Linked DNA regions of Rattus norvegicus: region 2 is linked to region 1. Evidence: chromatin contacts called from public Hi-C data. All regions are on one chromosome and are shown on one strand. Each heading gives the region's core, a stretch centred on a gene start, on an enhancer-like site or on the middle of the called end of the contact. The rest is flanking DNA. Distances are from core to core; before and after follow the strand shown.

Region 1 (5,104 bases), core at 2,516-5,015:
AAGTGAGTTCTCCCTGCTGGTTCGTGTCTGCTTGGTGCTTGGTCCTTGTGCTATTCCCGAGTCATCCATGTTCCTGCTGACAGAGCTGATGTCCTCAGGGGACCTGAGTGCCACTGCCCAGCAGGTGGGACTTCTGCCGCACAGGCCCCTCTCTTTATCTTTCTCCTGCCGGATGAGGCATCAACCTTAGAGCAGGGGACGTTGTTCGACCTGCTGAACAGGGTGCTGTGGGGACATCGGAACTGGCCAGGTTTCCGCAGGAGTGATCTGTTTTTGTCTGCGTGGGTCTTTTTGCTAATGGCGGGAGAAACTGAGTGTCAGCAGATGTGAGGGGCGGAGAGAGCAGGAGAGAGATCCAGGCCCGGTGACACATACCTGTCATCCCAAAACCCAGTAGGTAGAATCAAGACAATTCAGGGTTGAAGGTCAGGATCAACCTTCTCTAGAGAGAGTTCAAATCCAGCCTGAGCTACTTGAGACCTTTCCTCAGAAGAATGCATGGGAACTGGGTGGGCGGTGGTGGAGGAGACCTTTAATCCCAGCACTGGGGAAGCAGAGATAGGAGGATCTCTGTGAGTTCCAGGCCAGTCTGAGCTACAGAGCAAGTTTCAGGACAGCCAGGGCTATACAGAGAAATCCAGTCTTTAAAAAAAAGGAGGGGGCATGGGTTGCACAGTTGCTGTGGGTGGGGAGAGACAGGAGGATCCCAGACTCCTGACACTTCAGTGAGAGACCCTGTCTGAAAGAACACAGGGGAAAGGAAGTGACGACACAGGGGAGAGGAAGTGAGGACACAGGGGAGAGGAAGTGAGGACACCTGATTTCACTCCTGGACTCCACACTCATGTGCACACACACCACGACAGGGATGGACACACACACACACACACACACACACACACACACACACACACAAGCAACAATGTTGCCAAAGTAAGGAGCAATCAAGCATCCTCCTTCAGCCACGGTTGGTGCAAGAGCTCCAGTCTCAGACCCTGCATCTCCCCTGCTGTCTGCAGTTTGGGGACTGACAACACCGCAGGCCCCAGGAGCTCAGCGTCAGCCACCAGGAGTATCCAAGCCAAAGCCATTTCTCCACTAGTGAGCACCCAAGAGGGAAGTCAGAAGCCCCCAGTCTCCCAATACCCATGCACAGGATGAGCACGACAGTGCACGTCCAGATTCTGACCCCACCCCTGTGCCAAGGGGCAGCTGGGAGCCCCAGAGAGGTTAGGCATAGCAGCCACAGGACTCGTGTCTTTGGGAGGCAGAAGGGAGCATCTTGGGGACCAGATGGTCTCAGGGATCTTAGTCAGGAGAGCTCCAGGGCCTACACGGGGAGGGCACCACGAGGTTCACTTGTGAAGAGGCCTCCACAGCAGCCTCCAGCCCTCACTTTCGAGACCCTCACTCTGGAGCTCAAGTTGGCCTGGAACTCAACCCGTAGCCAGTGATGACTTTAATTTCTGCTCCTCCTGCCTCCACATCCCCGATTCTGGGATGTCAGATGTGTAAACCTCTCCTGGCTGCTGTCGTGGGAATGCTTAGAGATGTTTATGCCAAATAAGACACGAGCCCCTGTATTGTTTTGCCGACACACCCTTTCTGTAGCCTAGACTAGCCCAAACGTCCTATGTAGCTGAGGATAAACTCAAACTCGATCTTCCTACCTCCATGTGTGCAGTGCTGGGATGACACGTGTGTATGGCCACGCCCACTTCACCCTCTTGGTAAATGTTAAAGTGCATAAGACAAGCTGTTGGCCATTTGGTTTGCAAGCCTAGGGCCCTGGCCTTACAGATAACCTAGAGCCCCACAAAGCCCTGTCCCCTGCCCCAATCTCATCTTGGCAGAGGCGAATGTGTCCTACCTAGAAGGAGCTCCGAGATTGGGACCCGGCTGAGAGTGGGTGTTGACCAGAGCCATGCCCAGCAGGCTGCACTGTCCAGAGCAGGTTAACAGCAAACTTAGAGGAGTTCTCGAGCCCTGGTGCACCCTCTGCTGGACTGAGTCGGAACTGCAGGGAGGTGCAGCACAGTGCCTGCTCTATATTATCCCTGCAAGGGAGAGGGCCTATTGTATATATGCACCATGCCAGGCTCGGCGCTGGCTGTATGCGCACTCTCCCAGACATAGTGTCTTCTGTATACACGCATCATGAAGGGCAGGGTGTTTCATGTATACTCCGCTTCAGTGCCTACTTTATGCTCTCCTGGGGAGTATAGCATCTATTGCATATTTTCTCCTGTAAATGCATGTCTGCTGTATATGATCCATGCAGAGTGTATGCCTGCTGTATACCAAAACAGAAGACCTGCTACATGGCTTCTCCCTCAACACTGTCCTCATCTTTGCTTTGCTGAGGTCCCTTCCTTTCACAGCAGGACACCGGCATTGTCCCTCATTTTCGTGCTGACCTTGGCTAAGCAACCCTTCTCCCTGGCCCCGTTGGGAGTTACTATCCCATGGGAGTTATCCTGATACCCCTTAACACCTTCTCTTCAATAGGATGATGGGTATCGGAAATTGAAGTCATGGCCCAGAGTGGCCACCTCCCAGAACTGGGTTTGGCTGCTGTACCCCATAGCTATGTGCACACAGTGGCTTGCATAATGTCATCGGAGTTGTTAGACTCTGAGATGTTTCCAATGGCTGTTCCGTGCTGAGCCCTGTCCAGCAGGCTAACCTGAGGCAACTGTATACGGCAGACACTGTCCCCTACATGGTGTAAACGCTGCAGGCAGTCTGCTTTTCAGGGAGTGCAGACAGCAGGCACTGTGTCCTGTGAGGACAGTGTTCTGTACCAAGGGTCAGCCAGGTGGGCTTCCTAGAGGAGGCGAGTTCAGCTCCCAGGAACAGCATGGCCCACACAGCACCGCGGCCTTCTGCCTGGCTGCTAGGGGGCGCCACGAAGGCAATGGGACGGGTCGTCCACAGGAAACTGGCAGGGCACCGGGAATGGAGAAACTGAGGCGGAGGGCTTGAGGCCAAAGCCAGGAGAGGGAAGCTGCATCGACGCCTAGGCCTACAGGGCGGGATCGGGTGGGGCATTGGTGACGGCAGCGCCTGGGAATGTGCGGCCGGGAGGGTCCCTCCGCCCCCAGCGGGCGCGCGGGGCCTCGTGAGGGGATGCCGGGGACTCGTGAGGAGGCTGACTGTGGAGGGAAGATGCGAACCAAGGCAGGGAGGTCTAATTGGGGAATGATGCGGACCAGAGTGGAGAGTCCGATTGAGGGTAACGGGAACAGGGTGGGAAGTCCCGGTTGTAGGGATGATGGAGACCTGGGTTGGTGTCCCTGGGGTTGTTGGGACAGAGAGAGGAGCCTGGTCTGAGCGGGTGATGAGGACGAGGGTAGGAAATCTGGTTGTGGGGTGATGCGGAGCAGGACGGGATACTGAGGGTGGGAGGGCGCCCCGGCATGTACTATCCCACCCCAAGCCCCAGCGCTAGGCACATTCCCTGGCCCTGAGCGCGCCGCCCGGAATAGCAGTCCAGTCACCCCCGCGCACCGCCCCGCAGCTGGACTTCCCAAGGTCACTGGCACCCAGGATACGAAGACCAACGCCGGGCCGCTGCGCTGTCAGGCGCAGTGGATCAGCCCCCTGCCGCAGCTCCTGGCCCAACGCGTGCACTCTCTCCCGCCGCATGAGGGCGCCCCTAGCCTGCGCCCTTAGTGACCCCAGCCTGGGCGCGCCTGGGAGGCCCGGGTGGGAGGGATCGACGAAGTTCGCAGTCCCGCACTTTGGGGCCCCGCCGCTTCCGCCAGTCCCTGGGGCGACCCAGGGAAGCTTGGACGCATTGCCTTGGGCTCTGAGCAACTGGTAAGTCCCTCCTCGTATCCTGCCGCTATTCCACCTGGTGTGGCGACGATGAGATTGGTTTCTTTCTCTCCTTGGAGCGAAAGCAGCGATCCCTAGGATGGTTGTGAGTTTTGGGGGTCGCACTTCCTCCGGGATGGGACTGAAACTCAGGAGACTGGCACCCCAGTGGCTGGTACGCCAATGCCGGACAGGCAGGGATGCAGTGTTCCGGAGAGGGCATTGACCGACGTGGGTAGGAGCCCCCGCCCCCCACGAAGGGGGTTATGGGATGGCCGGTCCCCAGCCTCCTTCTTCCTTCCTGGGGCAGCCCGGTCTCTTGGTCCGCAGAGGGAAGGGTCCGGCGCGCGTCTTGAAGCAGCTCCCGTGGGTTTCCAACTTGTACAGCCACCTCGGTCCCAAGGTGCCCTAAAGGGCATCAGATTGGCGGACAACCCGGGAGACCCTGGTTCCAGCCGGGCTAGGAGACCTTGGCCTTCCTTACCCCTTCCTCGGGTACCTGGACCCTGTGGGCTGCAAAACTTTGAGAGCCCGTGTGCCCTTCAGAGAGCCTGGACCGGGGCCCAGAAGGGACTCACTTCATCTTGGTTCCCTTCCCTCCTGGCCAAGCCGGGATCACGAGGAGGGCGTGGGCTGAGAATGACTTCATCGGGTCTCTGCAGTTGGGGAAACTGAGGCCTCCACTCAGCCCCACCCGCCTCTCTTCTCTGCAGACCCTCTGGGCACCGCAGCCCGCACTCCTGGCTGATGAGACCATGACGCACATGTTGGCAGGAGGCCAGGTCAGCCTTCCCCGCGCCTGCCACGGGGATTCCCTTAGGTTATGGGGTATCTGGGAGTACAAGCAGTCTCCAGATGCTGGGAGGGAGACACCCATTCTACCCCGAATTTCTGAATGAGCCTCCACTGGTTGCCCCTCTACAGGGTCTCGGAGACTCACGGACCGAGTTCCGCGAGTTTTCACTGCACAGATGAGGAACCTGAGGCCTGGAAAAACGGAATGGTCGGTTCCTGGCCACCCAGGAAGGTAAATGAGAGGGGCGAATAAACTTGTAGCCAACTAAACAGTACCCTTCAAGGACTCCTTCAATGGCTGGCATTAGGCACCTACTGTGTACATCATGAAAGAGCACAGTATCTATAATACCAGATTAAGATGGGTGTGTGGCAGTCCAGGCAGGTCTGAGAGAGTCTTGTCACAGGTGGCTGAGGCAGGAGGATTTTTTCAGAGGTTGAGCCTAGCCTGAGCTACAGATCAAGACCCCCATCTCAAAAGAAAAGCAGA
Region 2 (5,140 bases), core at 188-2,687, 180 kb after region 1:
AGATCAGCCTGGTCTGCAAAGAGTCCAGGATAGCTAGGGCTACAGAGGAATCCTGTCGGGGATGGGGTGGGGGTGTGTGTGACCCATGACTTTATTGGGAAATCTCAGCCTCAAGTGGGGTTTCATACCCCCTCATCCAGCCATTCAAGTCACTGTGGAGCAATATGAGAGACTATTTCAAAACAAACACCCTGCTCCCCTAGCCTCTGGGATGTGGAGGCAAAGAACAGAATCCAAAACCAAATGCAACTGTACAGCAAGTCCAATACCCTCCTGAGATACACGCTGTCTAAAAACAGAGAGAACTCTCTTCTGCCTTTAAGATCCCAAATCCACACGGAAAACTGTCATATAGCTGAGGCTAACCTTAAATGGTTCTAGGGCTTGATACTTTAGTCCCTTTCCTGCAGTGGCCCTTTACACCTAGCCAGAGAACCCCAAGGTTAGGATAACCCAACCAGAATGGCATGCTAGAAGTTTCTTCACTTTGAAAGTGTGTGTGGTTGTGGACAGAGACGACTACCCTCACTAGCAGAGTTGTTGGGCCAGAGAAGCTTCACTACTGAAATACGGTTATAGGGTACTGTCAGGAGGTGTGACAGTTGTGGGATGCACAGCTCACTTAACCAGGGACTGCAGAAATGTTTTTACGCGGTGGACTCAAAGGAGGGAGGAGGTTGGTCCGAGAGGCGTGACTACCGAAAGGGGCGTGGCATATAAACAAAATCATTGGCTAGGGACAATCAGGACCCAAACACTTGGAAAAGAAGTCCACTATGCTACTGCTGAACTAGTCTACCTGGGGGCAACAAACTTTGGACACAAAAGGGCAACATTTTAAACTACATGTGTTTTTTTCCCCACGTGGAACCACAAGGGAAGAGAAAACCGAGGTAGAGACAACTGGTCGCAAGCGACACAGCTCCACATATGCAACTCCACATATGCGGATAACCGGACTTTGGAGGTAGGCGCGCCCCGCCCCCGGAGCAGCGCATGCGTCAAGCGCGCACCCTGCGCCATTCCATCCGGGCACTCGGCAGTCCCGCCATTTCGCTGGCGCAGCTTTTCAAAGCATTGCGGCGGCCATTTTACAAAAAAAAAAAAAAGAAAAAGAAAAAGAAAAAGAAAGCCCACCACTAAAGTCGGCATCGGGCAAGGGGTGACGCGCGGTGTAGGACGCCCTCGGAGAACAGTGAGGCCCCGGTGTCCCGCTGCCCGCCTCGCCGCCGGCGGGGCGGACTCCAACCCGGGCCCGCCCCCAAGTCCCAGGGGCGTGCCGCTGCGGCTCCGCCTCGCCCGAGAGTCACAGGCCGCCCGCCGCCCCGGGCCCCTCAGAGCCGGTGCCGCCAGGGCCCTCACCGCTGAGTCGGGCAGGTCCCTGACGCGGGCGGGAAGACAGCGCGTCACACACCCAAGCTTCCTAACGCGCGAGTGCGAGGGGGAGCGCCTGAGTCCCGCCTGATATACTCCACCCCTGGAGCCACGCCTCTGAGCCCGCCCAGCATGCCGCGCTGACCAATCGGACGCCTCAGATTCGGCAGCTGTGCCTGGGTGCAGGGGCGGGACTCCGTTGGCTTCGCCATTGCCCGCGCGGAGGCGCTGAGTGTTTTGATTGGCTGGAATGTGTTCAGGCCGCATTCTCCCGCCCGCTAGCGACCAAGGGGCGGGGACAGAGCGTTTGGGGGTGGAGCTGACCCACTTCCGCGTTCCAGGCCCGTTTTGTCCTGCCGCGGGGAACAAAGAGCTTCAAGACACCGCTTTTAAAGAGTTTTTGCTACCTCAATGGGACTCCCAAATATGGTTTTAACCTTGACTCATCGACTTAACACTCTCCGATCTTTTTTTTCCTTTTAATATTTTATTACACTTATTTAGCTGAGGCACGTTTGTGAAGCCAGAAGACAATTTTCTGGAGTCTCTCCTTCCATCGTGTAGGTCCTAAGAATCATACTCAGGATTAGCCACTGAGTCATCTTGCTCTTCCCTCTTCTCCATTCTTGCCCATGAACCAAAACCATCGAATTACCCTAGTCCAAAAGAACCTCCCAATACACAGTCCTCTGAACCCTAAGGGCATTCCATAAGATCAGTCCTAACATTTCCATCCCAGTATTAACCACAGTGTCAATATTCCCTTCTCCAGATTTGCCGAAACATCTCTCTTGCACCCAACTCAATTTGCCTACAAATCTCCACCTGCTCTATAACTATCATTTGAACCCTGATTTCTGCCCATCCCCAGCCAGGTGTACATTACATTATACAGCTGGAACTGCTCTTTTCTACCTGTACCTGCATCTTCTACGTGTTCTAGGAGAGAATCTAGGGTCTCAAGCATGCCATGGAAGGGTTTCTATTCCTGAGTCATGCCTCCAGCCCCTCACCTCGAGATTCTAAGCAAGGACTAAACCAAGCTACCTCCTTAGCCTATTAAAGAGCGCGCACGCACACACACACACACACACACGGATGTGTGTTTTGGCTGAATGTCTGTCTATCCACCACGTGCCTATCTTGTGCTGACAACCTGAGTGCTGGATCCTCTGGATGCAGTTACATAGAGCTGTGAACCTGTGTGGATGCTGTGAATTGAACCCAGGTCCTCTGCAAAAGCAACCAGTGCTCTTTATCACTAGGTCATTTTTGTCCTTTGAGGCAACTTAAATTTTGCCATGTATCCTTGAACTCTGTAGCCTCACTCACTTCCCAAGTATCTGGGCTAAGAGAACTTGGACTCCAGGCCACACTTCCATCTCCCTCCCTTGTGGTTTTGAGAATCATGAGACCGGAGTCTCCTTTGTAAGAATCCTAACCCCTATGGAAGGCAGTTCGCCTTCTGCTCACTGTACTGCCTGAGGAACCAGCCAGTGCAGACATGTCCCTAGATGTCAGGGATAGGAAAGCCACACTTCTGCACTGCCCCTTGGAGAGAGTACAGTTTGGTGATATTGAGGACTGAGACATCCCAACCCTGCTCCAAGCCCCAGACTCACTGACCCTCAGATGAAGTTGGTCGAGGTGACCCAGCTGTCACCAGGAGAAGAATACCAGTCCCCCTCAGGGACTCAATGCTCCCCTCCCCCCAGACAGCAGCTGGTGACTCATGGCCACCCCCTCTGCACCTCATTCTCTGCACGCAGCCCTCCTATCCCCGTCAGAGCAGCCTGCTGCGTCAGCCACTCACGCAAGGAGGTTATTAAAAAGAGCTGAGGGACCAAGATGCCTTCCCTCCCTCAATGTGCGCAATCCAGGAGGGGAGGGGATTATGCCTTGCAGGGACTGCTGGACCACAAACCAGCAGAGCCTGAAGCAACAACCCTACTATGTGCTCTCAGGAGGGGAAACTGGACCCTGTAATCCGATCTCCTAGGATCACGCTGGGCCCCTAGCCTGGTTCGCATTCTGACACCTTCCAGTTCCTGGTTTTGGGAACTGCCGTATTCAGTCTTCCATTCATTCATTCATTCATTCAGCCAGCACCCACTTACTAAGCTTACTACTAGTCAGCTCGTTTGGGCCGGGCTCCACCATTACCGAGAGCCATTTTCGAGTCCCCAGAAAAACGTGAAAATGTGTGACCCGCAGATACCGCTTCAGTGTGCATCTCTTGTGCCTTTAGTTTCCTTGTATCTAAGGTGTGTTCCCGTGCACTCACCTGTGACCACGAGGACAGGTGGGTCAGCGTGCCACGATGACCCTTTGTTTCTTTTGGTGGACGTTAAAAGGGGCTGAAGCCCTCTCTTACACACACCCCATTTTCACCAACGCTGTGAACTCCTGAACCACGGGCGAATCAAAATGGGGCTCCCTTCTCGATAAAGACAGGAGAGGGCGCTACAGCCTCGGCTGGAGTGTTCAGGACTCATGTCCCGCCTCTTTCCAGGCCGCCGCCAGCTGAGTGGCCAGGCTATGACCACTAGACGTCGCCATTGTGGACAGTTATCACGGACAGAAACCAGGACTGTCAGTGTCAGTGCTGGTTTAGCTTCGCTGTGCCCAGCTTGCTGGTGGCTGGGATGCACGCTCGAGGTTTGCTCCTGCGCGTCTGGGCAGAGCACTTGGCCCAGAGTCGCCCATCCAGACACTAGTGTCTGCGCGTAATGGGGGGTGTCTTGGATCCCAAGTGTCTTTTATAAATCCGATGGAGGGGGGGTGAAGGGTGTCAACTGTACCTCTAGAAGGCAAGCTGAGTCAATCTGATCTCGGGCTTAGCCTGCACCCCACTCCACCGCTGGGCGTCACTATGGAGACGATGAGAGGCACCGCCTCCACTCCTCACCTCCAGGTCCCGGTCCACCCGCCGGGTCCTCTTGGACCCAGGCTAATGACCGGGCGGGAGACAGTAATAAGCGTCTGGGTTGGGAACGGGCGTGGCCCGGGATGAAAGGCGCGTGGGGGGGCACCCCGGGGCCGGGTAATTACCGCCCCCTTCTCGGCCGGGCGGGGGCCGGGGACACTGCACCTGGTCTCTGCACGGCGGAGGCGCACAAGGGGGACCGTGATGGAACCCGCCCAGTTGGCCCCGATCCTTTGGGACCAGAGCCAGGGTGGAAGATGCAGCCTGTGTATCTGTTGCCAGGTGTAGCGCACATGTGTGCACGTGGACAGGAGACCCGTAGGGACGTAGATGGAAACGTAGGGATTTGGAGAAAACATCTGGAACCAGTAGAGAGAGGAAATGGGTTTGTCAAATATGTGTGAAGAGGACATAGTCATCTTCGAATGACTGCCCTGTGTTCCCTAAGGACAGGATGGGTGGGCAGGGTGCTGGGACGCCAACGTACATGAGCACAACCTGGATGTAGCTGCTCAGGGCAGGGATAGGTGTGCGTGACTGGGTGGGCCAGCACCCACGGAGGGAATGTAGCCATCTATGCCTGGTGGTGTGACTCATGTTCCCGGGTGGGCACGAGAGGGAGCTGTGTCAGAGGCACCTGGGCCCTCCCTCTTAGTGAGTCCAGAGTAAGGGTTAACTTTGCCCTTTCCTGAGTGGGCTGATTCCTCAGGAGGCACCAGGTGTCTGAGGTCTGGCCCCCTGCCACTCAGAGAGACTGTATTCTGCTTCTAGAAGGGGTCTGTGGCCAGGGCGGTCTAGGCTCAAGTTCCTGTGACTCATCCCTCCCGCAGCCCTGAGTCA

The links. A called contact is a pair of places that touch in the nucleus more often than the background predicts.
Region 2: a contact with region 1 is called in a Hi-C map of mammary epithelial cells, with 2.3 times the contacts expected there. The contact joins the promoter of Cirbp here to the promoter of Adamtsl5 in region 1. A contact is called at or near these places in 4 of 12 Hi-C or Micro-C datasets (hepatocytes, liver, mammary epithelial cells and 1 more).

What each region holds. Positions count from the first base shown.
Region 1 is chr7:10,010,190-10,015,293 of GRCr8, forward strand. It overlaps Adamtsl5 (ADAMTS-like 5), which reads left to right and starts at 3,766. Exons shown (of 15, transcript NM_001400961.1): 1 at 3,766-3,822; 2 at 4,533-4,601; 3 at 4,744-4,846.
Region 2 is chr7:10,188,038-10,193,177 of GRCr8, forward strand. Cirbp (cold inducible RNA binding protein) reads right to left here and starts at 1,438. Exons shown (of 7, transcript NM_031147.3): 1 at 1,363-1,438.